Linked DNA regions of Sus scrofa: all the other regions are linked to region 2. The links are chromatin contacts, called in public HiChIP or PLAC-seq and promoter capture Hi-C maps. All regions are on one chromosome and are shown on one strand. Each heading gives the region's core, a stretch centred on a gene start, on an enhancer-like site or on the middle of the called end of the contact. The rest is flanking DNA. Distances are from core to core; before and after follow the strand shown.

What was found. Promoter capture Hi-C pulls out the DNA fragments that hold promoters and counts their contacts. HiChIP or PLAC-seq counts read pairs in DNA pulled down with a chosen protein or histone mark.
Region 1: an H3K27ac HiChIP or PLAC-seq map of alveolar macrophages shows a contact between it and region 2. The contact joins the promoter of LOC100627283 here to the promoter of USP48 in region 2. A contact is called at or near these places in 1 of 5 promoter capture datasets (fetal skeletal muscle) and 1 of 2 datasets of contacts at active chromatin or transcription factors (alveolar macrophages).
Region 3: a contact with region 2 is called in a promoter capture Hi-C map of skeletal muscle, with 12 times the contacts expected there. The contact joins the promoter of HSPG2 here to the promoter of USP48 in region 2. A contact is called at or near these places in 3 of 5 promoter capture datasets (fetal skeletal muscle, liver and skeletal muscle), 1 of 47 Hi-C or Micro-C datasets (embryonic fibroblasts) and 1 of 2 datasets of contacts at active chromatin or transcription factors (skeletal muscle).

Annotation. Positions count from the first base shown.
Region 1 is chr6:80,010,753-80,013,468 of Sscrofa11.1, reverse strand. LOC100627283 (SCAN domain-containing 1-like) reads right to left here and starts at 1,257. Exons shown (of 2, transcript NM_001243578.1): 1 at 907-1,257.
Region 2 is chr6:79,808,795-79,811,494 of Sscrofa11.1, reverse strand. It overlaps USP48 (ubiquitin carboxyl-terminal hydrolase 48), which reads left to right and starts at 1,254. Exons shown (of 27, transcript XM_021097702.1): 1 at 1,254-1,615. The coding sequence starts at 1,482.
Region 3 is chr6:79,956,922-79,959,656 of Sscrofa11.1, reverse strand. HSPG2 (basement membrane-specific heparan sulfate proteoglycan core protein) reads left to right here and starts at 1,374. Exons shown (of 97, transcript XM_021095494.1): 1 at 1,374-1,511. The coding sequence starts at 1,449.

The DNA.
Region 1 (2,716 bases), core at 8-2,507, 200 kb before region 2:
TATTTTCTTGTAAACTATAACTGTTACTTTCACAACTCAAGAGGAGTCGTTTCCAGTTTCCTCCTCTGGCCCCAAATCATTCCGAGTGAAAACCCTAATCCACTTCGGAAAACACCTTTTACTAATTATTCTAGTTCCCAGCACTGGAGATCTTCACCATCCGACTGCTAGGTACAATCTCAACGGTCAGTGGGCCGGTTCTCACGGTTGGTTCTGAAAGATGAACCAGCTCCGCAAATGTACCTAGCTTATTAAGTCCTATCAGTTTTTAGAAGCCCACCTGCCATGCCAGACCGAAATGCTTACCCTTACCAATTAATACCTCCAGTTTAGGGCACCTTTATTTCCTATCTGACACTGTGCTGAGCATTTCACATTCCCTACGTGATCCTCTTAGCGACTCTGGTTAAATTCCCGATCTGACTCTCCAACGCCCCAGTTGCCTCCAGTAACAGCAGCCTGCCCGGCTGTTGGCCATTGCGGGCCAGACATTCCGCAGCAGCTTTCCCTCGTCCAAAGCTCCCGATAGGACCGTTACTGTCATTTCCATTCAGATAAACAATCTGAGGCTTGAGGAGAGGAGACTTGCCCAAGGTCCAAAGCGTGGGACCACTCAGCCCGGTACAAAAGTCACCCGCATCCCGGCGGGGAGGTGGGCCGACTCCTCCCACCACCTGGGTGCGGCTCAGAGGGCAGAAATCTGGCCGGAAAAGGCTCATCTGCGGCTCCAGAACCGGGCCGTCCTCCTCCGGAGCTGAAGCGGGGACCCAAAGCCACGGCAGGCCGAGCAGCCGGCACACCCCGCGGGCAGGGCCTCCCCCTCCTAGGGCAGCGGCGCCGGCGCCCGTTCCTACCGGACGGTGCGCGGGGGAAGGGGAGGCGCAGGGGGCGGGAAGGGAAGTTCACCTGCGCAGGTGCCCCTCAGAGGGCGGGGGGACCGGGCGGCTCGCGATGAAACTAGAGGGCCCTCCACCGGGTCCAGGAAAAGGAAACCAGCTCCCCGGCCCCGAGCTTTGTAGCCCACCGCCGGAACCGGAAGCCGCGCCCATCCCGGAAGCTGGAAGCGGAGGGGGACCGGGGTTCGAGAGGCGGATCTCTCTAGGCCTTGGCGGTGCTCCGCAGCTTCATGGTCTTAGCGGGCCTTGGCCTCTTGGCCTCCTTCAGTCCCCAGTTCTCCCGACCGTGCGGAGCTTTTCCGCTTCAGGGATGGCCTTTGTCTTACTGAGCCCCAGTCTGCCCAACAAAATGGAAAGAGGATGAAGCAGGAATTGAGACACTCCTGGAGCCTGCCCGCAGTGGAGTCAGCGCCCCACCCTGAGGTTACACCCTTGGTTGGGCCTTTGCACCACCCAGAGGAAAGAAACCAAAATAGAGCGCTGGCTAGCTGCTCTTGGGAGAGAGTGGTCTGCATAGATTCCTGTGGAAATCACTCCAGATGAACAGAGGGTGCAGTCTATTAGGTTTCTGTGTACCCAGATAGACCTACCCAGATAGTGGGCATGTGTCAGTGGGGCCGACTGTCCGGGAAAAGACCCCAATGTGCATAGGAGGCTAAATCTTAGCCCTGTGTGTCTCTTCCCCAAGACTTTCCAATTGCTGATGGTTAACGAAATTTTGGTGAGTTCCCATTGTGGCTCAGCAGATAGGAACCCAACTAGTATCCATGAGGATGCGGGTTCCATCCCTGGCCTCACTCAATGGGTTAAGTATACAGCGTTGCTGTGAGCTGTAGTGTAGGTCGCAGATGCAGCTGGGATGGACCCCTAGCCTGGGAAATTCCATATGCCGAAGGTGCACCATAAAAGAAAAAAAAGAACCGAAAATGTGGAATTTCCTTGGGGCTCTGTGGGTTAAGCATCCGGTGTTGTCACTGCTGTGGCGTGGGGCTTTTGGGGGGGTATTTGTTTTTGTTTTTCTATTTTGTCTTTTTAGGGCTGAATGCTCCACGGCAGGAGGTTCCCAGGCTAGGGGTTGAATCGGAACTATAGCCACTGGCCTATGCCACAGCCACAGTAACTCAGGATCTGAGCCTCAGTCTGGGACCTACACCACACCTCATGGCAATGCCCGATCCTTAACCCACTGAGTGAGCCAGGGATTGAACCTGCATCCTCATGGATACTAGTCAGATTTGTTTCTGCTGAGGCACTATGGGAACTCCTGTGGCATGGGTTTGATGGAACTTGCCTGCACAGGTGTGGCAAAAAAAAAAAAAAAAAACTGAGATTTTGAATTCTTACTAAGCTGCTTTGAGTCTCAGTCTGGGCGCAAGGTTAAGCAGCACAGCCTGGGAGTTCCCATTGTGGCTCAGTGGTTAACGAATCCAACTAGGAACCATGAGGTTTCGGGTTCGATCCCTGCCTTGCTCAGTGGGTTAAGGATCTGGCATTGCCATGAGCTGTGGTGTAGGTTGCAGACACGGCTCGGATCCCATGTTGCTGTGGCTCTTGTGTAGGCTGGAGGCTACAGCTCCAATTCGACCCCTAGCCTGGGAACCTCCATATGCTGCAGGAGCAGCCCTAGAAATGGCAAAACAAAACAAAACAAAACAAACACAGCCTGTAAGAGGAAATGCGGAGATGCTAACCAAGGCAGCCTTCCCAATTCACTCTTAATCCTGAAGGGAAGGAATTTACTCCTTCCGACTTGGCCTATGCAAGTGAGGTGGGCTAGGAAATAAAGAGGGCTCCTCTGTGCTTCCTGCTGATTTATTACC
Region 2 (2,700 bases), core at 5-2,504:
AAACCATACAAAATGTACAACTCCCATTATTTCACGTATCAGCTTTAAACCTTTCAATGAGTCCTCAGATAAAAGCAAAGCCTTGGCCATCCTTCCTCTCAAGTCTGACCTCCCTGTCTCATACCAAGAAGTTTCTCTCTTCTATCCTTTAACTTCTTGTGGTTCCCTTTGTCTGGAATGGTGCTTTTCTTCTCACCTGGGTAAACTCTATTTTATACAGGCGGGTTTAGGAGTGTTCCTCTTTGGGAAGCCTTATCCCAAGTACTCCAAACTTTACCACTCTCACCCACCCTCAAGTGCCGGACCACGTCTTATTTTCATAATTCCTTCATTGAACGTTTGTCTAGTGAATTACACACAATAAGCATCCAGTCCAAGGTTACCCAACTGGCAAGCTATTGATTCAGAAATTGGTGCTTAGACCGCCCTAGGGCTCTCATTCAAATATAAACCTCTCAAATCCTCACTCAACCAAGGCCCTTTACAATTTGCAAAACATTCTGATAAGGCTCCTCTTTATAACCTGAGGCAGGGGCCGCAAAAAAGGAAACGTCTTCAAACCCTGGAGCTAAAGAAGGAAGAAATCAGCATATGGAGATAGCGGTAAGTGAGGAGGGTCCGTCACCAGCTAGGGCGACCTTTCAGGTCAGAGAAACCCCGCCCAGGTACCAGCTGGCGTTCCGGCACAATCCTTGGCACAACAAGTCGGCTACTTCGAGGAATACAAATCCCAGCATGCCTCGCATCCAGCGAGTGGCAGCACGCAATGCACGCCGGGATACGTAGTCCAGTTGCTGCTCAGGAAAAGGCCAAACATCCCGTGACGTCAGAAGGGCCCGGGAAGGAGTCCGAAACCGTCCAGGCTCAAGTTAAATCTTCCAGAGAGTCGACTCTGGTTTCTTTCGTGACCCAAGTTTCAGACCCCACCCCCACATTCCAGCGGATCTATGGTGTGCGTTGAGTAGCCTCTCGCGTGAATCCTTCACGGTTAAAGGGAAAGTACCACCGGGCAAGAGTAGGCAGCCTTCGGTCCTCGAGGTACCGGCTTGTAAGAGTAGTGTTGCGCAGGACGCTATTCTGTACAGGGGCTGAGACACTGCAGCCACATTAGCGCTGGTGAGGATGTGGCAGAAGTCTCCAACAGTGGCTTCCCCTTCCTCCGCCTGTCAGGCCACAGGCGCGGGAGGCGCAAAGGCTACTGGGGACGCGCATGCGCCCGCCACGGCGGGGAGTACACCTCCAACGTCTGAGGGCGCGGGGGGTGTCGGGTATCCGCGGCGGTGCTTTGCGGCCGGTCGTACGGGTCGGGCGCGGGCGGGCGGCGGGCGGGCGCAGAGTCAGAGGCGCGCACAGGTGATTGACTGGCCAGCTGGCTGAGGGAGCGTCTGGTCCTCATCGCTGGCAGGTGGCGGAGCCCATTTGGGCAGCAGTGGAGGAGGCGGCGGCGGCCGGGCTCAGGAGGCACTCCTCGGGCCAAGGCCATGGCCCCGCGGCTGCAGCTGGAGAAGGCGGCCTGGCGCTGGGCGGAGACGGTGCGGCCCGAGGAGGTGTCGCAGGAGCACATCGAGACCGCCTACCGCATCTGGCTGGAGCCCTGCATCCGTGGCGTGTGCAGGTGAGGCCCGCGCAACATGCCTCGCGCCCCTTTCGCGTCGGACCTTGGACAGCCAGGCGGGGAGCAGGGGGTCGGGTTTGGGGAAGGAAAACGGCGGCTGGTGGCGTGCATGTAGCAGGCATGGGGAGAACAAGGTGAAGGCTTCCTCCTTTCCGCGGTCTGGGCGACCTGGGAAACGTAGCCTTCTCGGGCTCTGCACGAAGCCATGCAGAAAGGTTCTGCTGAAAGCCCTTCAGAAAAGGTTCTGGTTCTTATCTAGAAGATGGCGGTGGAGGTGGTTGAATGCAGAAGAGAGCTTAGCAAATGTTGGTACTTGGTATATCTTGGCCACGGCTCGGCTTTTGGTTTGTAAAACGGGAACTTCGAAGTGAGCTTCATCACTGTGTATCCTGTACTGGTGTTGACGCTCAAGGCGTGATCATCTTTATTTTTGGGTAGGGCGGCTTTAGGAAAACGTATGGTTAGCCTGAGTCATCTATACCCTTCATCCTCAGTTGACCTCCGCACTCTCGTTAATCTAGTATTTTTTAGCCTTTTTCGGGGGGGCGGGGTTGTGGCTCAACGCGGCTCTACTAAGTACAAAGTTTGAGCTGTGTTAAGTGCTGTCCTTTACTTCAACTTAGTCGTTGAACCTTGCGTTTCTTTTAGATAGAATCCTTAGCTGTTTTTCCACCTTTTAACGCGGGAACTATAGTTTTTGTTTCGGAATGTTGAATTGATTTGGCCAAGCCGGGCATGCTCAGTAGCCTTCTTGGAGCAAACATTTTGTAAAGACTTTCTGGAGTTTTTGCATTCCATGCCGGGATCTGGAAGGGAGGGAAGTCCTGGTCTCAGATTTGGAGCTTTAAGTTTAATATGGGAAGCAAAACAAGTTAGGAAGCTTCCATAAAGCAAAAGTAATTCCAGGCTCTGCGAGGCGGCTCACAAGGAGAGCAACAACAGTCAGTACTGGAATGACATAATACAAGAGCTTCAGTTTATCCACATTATTAGGTTCTAGAGTAACCAAAAAAATGAACTTCCTATTTAAGTGCTGATTATAACAGAAGTAAAGGAGTAGAAATTGGCTGAGATCGCTGTAAGGG
Region 3 (2,735 bases), core at 125-2,624, 150 kb before region 2:
GAGCCGGGCCTGGTGCCGCCCAGTTAGCTGGGCATTTCCTTCTGTCCACAGCTCACCTCACTCCTGGCTGCAAACCCAGCCGTGAGTCTCTGGAACCTAGCAACTCTCATAGGAAACAATGGAAACTTCAGTTTTGATCCTCCCCCCTGTATCATTACTCAAAAGTTTTCTTCCAAGTGACACACACACACACACCAGTTTTCTCTCCACCCATCAGCCTGGGCTGCCCTGGAAACTTTCAGGCAGAAAGGAGACCACAACCCCAGGGAGGCCTGGTAGTGTGGCCGTGCATGCTGTTTCTGGGTCTGTGTCATCAGGGGTTGTGATTTACCGTCCAAGCATCTGTGACTGAGGCTTTGGCAGTGTCTGTGTCTGGGCCTAGGTGTGTGAGTCCGTGTGTCTCTAAGCAGTGGTGCTGTAACTTGTGTGAATCAAAGTTGGTCTATGGATTTGTGTGCATAGGGGGTAATTCAGCTCAGTATTGGGTCCCCAGTGTAAGGCAATGTGGTCAGTGTGTGAGAAAATGTAAAAAGGCAGGTGCTATGCTGGTAAGAATTGGCCTCTGTGTGAGCGGGGAGCGCCTGTAGGGAATCTGAGCATGAAAATGGCCTTATGCTTTGTATATTGGCATTCGTATAGGTTAGTGTGTGAAAATGTGATTATGAACATGAGCGGCAGAGTGTGTGTGTGCGCGTGTGTAAGTTGTGTCCACTGCATCACCTATAGAGGTAAAGGTGTACAAGGGATAGAATGATCTTTTGAGTCAATGAGGACTGTTAGTTTACGAAATTTGGGTGAAAGACTGCGAGCATGTGCAGAGCGTTCACGGGCAGTGGATGAGCGTTAGAGCGTGAAACTTGTGAATGTGCAGGTGATCTTGTGAGCCAAAGTTGGCATGAGCGTGTGTGACCGTGTCCGTGTGATCGCGTGCTATTCTGGAGGGACCTGGAGAAAGGCCCACGTGAGTCACGTCTGCGAAGTGTGAAAGGGTGTGAGAAAGGATTTAGGGGTCCACACATGGGTCGGGGGCGTGCGGGAGAGCCGTGAGCATGGAGGGAGGGAGGTCCCACGCGCAGGGACCCGGCCCCCCGTCCGATCCACACTCCAGGCCGGGTTTGGCCGGGAACCGGGCTGGGCCGCGGCCCACACGGAGGGGGCCGATGGCCCAGACAAAGGCCGCCTTGGCTGTGCGGCAGGCTGGAGAGAGTGGAGCCCTCGGTCCGGGGGCGGGCCTGGGGGCGGGGCCTGGCGCCCGGGGCGGGGAGACCCGGGGGCGGGGTCTTGCCCTCGCGGGGGCGGGGCGGGAGGCCGCGGGGGCGGGGCGGGCAGCAGCAGGAGGGGCGGGGGGTGGCGGGAGCGGGCCGCGCCGTCCCGAGAAGTCCGCAGGCTGGCGAGCCGGCGGCTGCGGGCGGGCTCCGAGCGAGCGAGTGAGCGGAGCGGGCCGGGCCATGGGGCGGCGGGCGGCGGGCGCGCTGTTGCTGGCGCTGCTGCTACAAGGGCGGCTGCTCGCGGTGAGTGTGCGGGGCGGAGGGGCGGGAGGCACCCCGGGCCCCGCTCGCCGTGCCCGCCAACTTGGCGGGGGCGCCGAGGCTGCGCGGCCGGGAATCTGGCCCGGGACGGCGGCGCCCGCCAGGGACCCCGGGCTGCCAAGAGGCCAGCGCCACCCTCCGCCGTGGGGCTGTCCGGAGGGGCGCCCAGGGAACCCTGCGTGGGGCCGGGGGCGGGGCCGGCCCTCGTGGGAGCCCGTGGGTCGTCCGGCCACGTTGCTGGGTCTCCGAGTCGCGCTGGGCATGGCCTGGCCTGCCATTCCTGGGGGCCAGGCGGAGAAACTTCGAGCTGGGTGGGAACTTGGCAGGGAGAGGACACGCCTTTCTGTGCCAACTTGGAACAGGAGCGCTCGATGGTAATGGGGACCCTACCAGTCCTCACTGGAACTTTATGGAGAGGTCTGTCCCCTTGGGGAGCTGGTCACCAGGCAGGCATAAGTAAAGAACCATTCTGGATACAACTGAGTCTTGTGTGGAACACCCACGGGCCCTGGAGTCGCACAGCCCAGGAACTGAATCAATCCCTGCTCTTCACTGAGCAATTGTGTGACCTCGGGCAAGTTGTTAACTTCTCTGAGACCAGCCCACATGCCTGGGGGAAACTCAAAATGCGTAGCTTCAAAGTGCAGGACTGGGTGGAGTACTTGTAGAAGTGGCGGTGTGGACCCCTGTTTGTGGTGGACACTCAGTGGATCTGTTTCCCCAGAGTTCTTCTTCCCAGGTCCTCAGGGTGCAGGAGAGGCCTGCCCCTTACAGCCCAGTCCCCTGCTCTGAGCTTGGATGGGCCCATGCTGAGGGAAAGAGAACACTTGGCCAGGAGAGGCTCAGAAGACTCAGTGAACTCCAGAAGGGCAGGGCGGGGTCACTGGGCAGGGCACTTGGGGCACATGTGGATGGGGGCACATCTGGGGAGCTGGGCCTGTGTGGTGAACCACAGAGCCACCCCCAGCCTCTCTCAGGTGGTCCTGGGCTGTCCCTGCCCCTTGGTCTCAGAGCCAAGAGAGGGACTTTTCTAAGCTGGCCAGTGTTTGCGCAGTGACTGACTCCCTGTCCTCGCCTTGCCGGCTCCCTCTCACCTCTGGCCTCCTGAGTCAGATGTGACCCCTCACCTCTCTTGCCCCACCCACCCAGCACCTCTCCTCCCCCAGTCCCCATGGGGCAGTTTCCCTCCTTCTCTGTCTCAGCCTC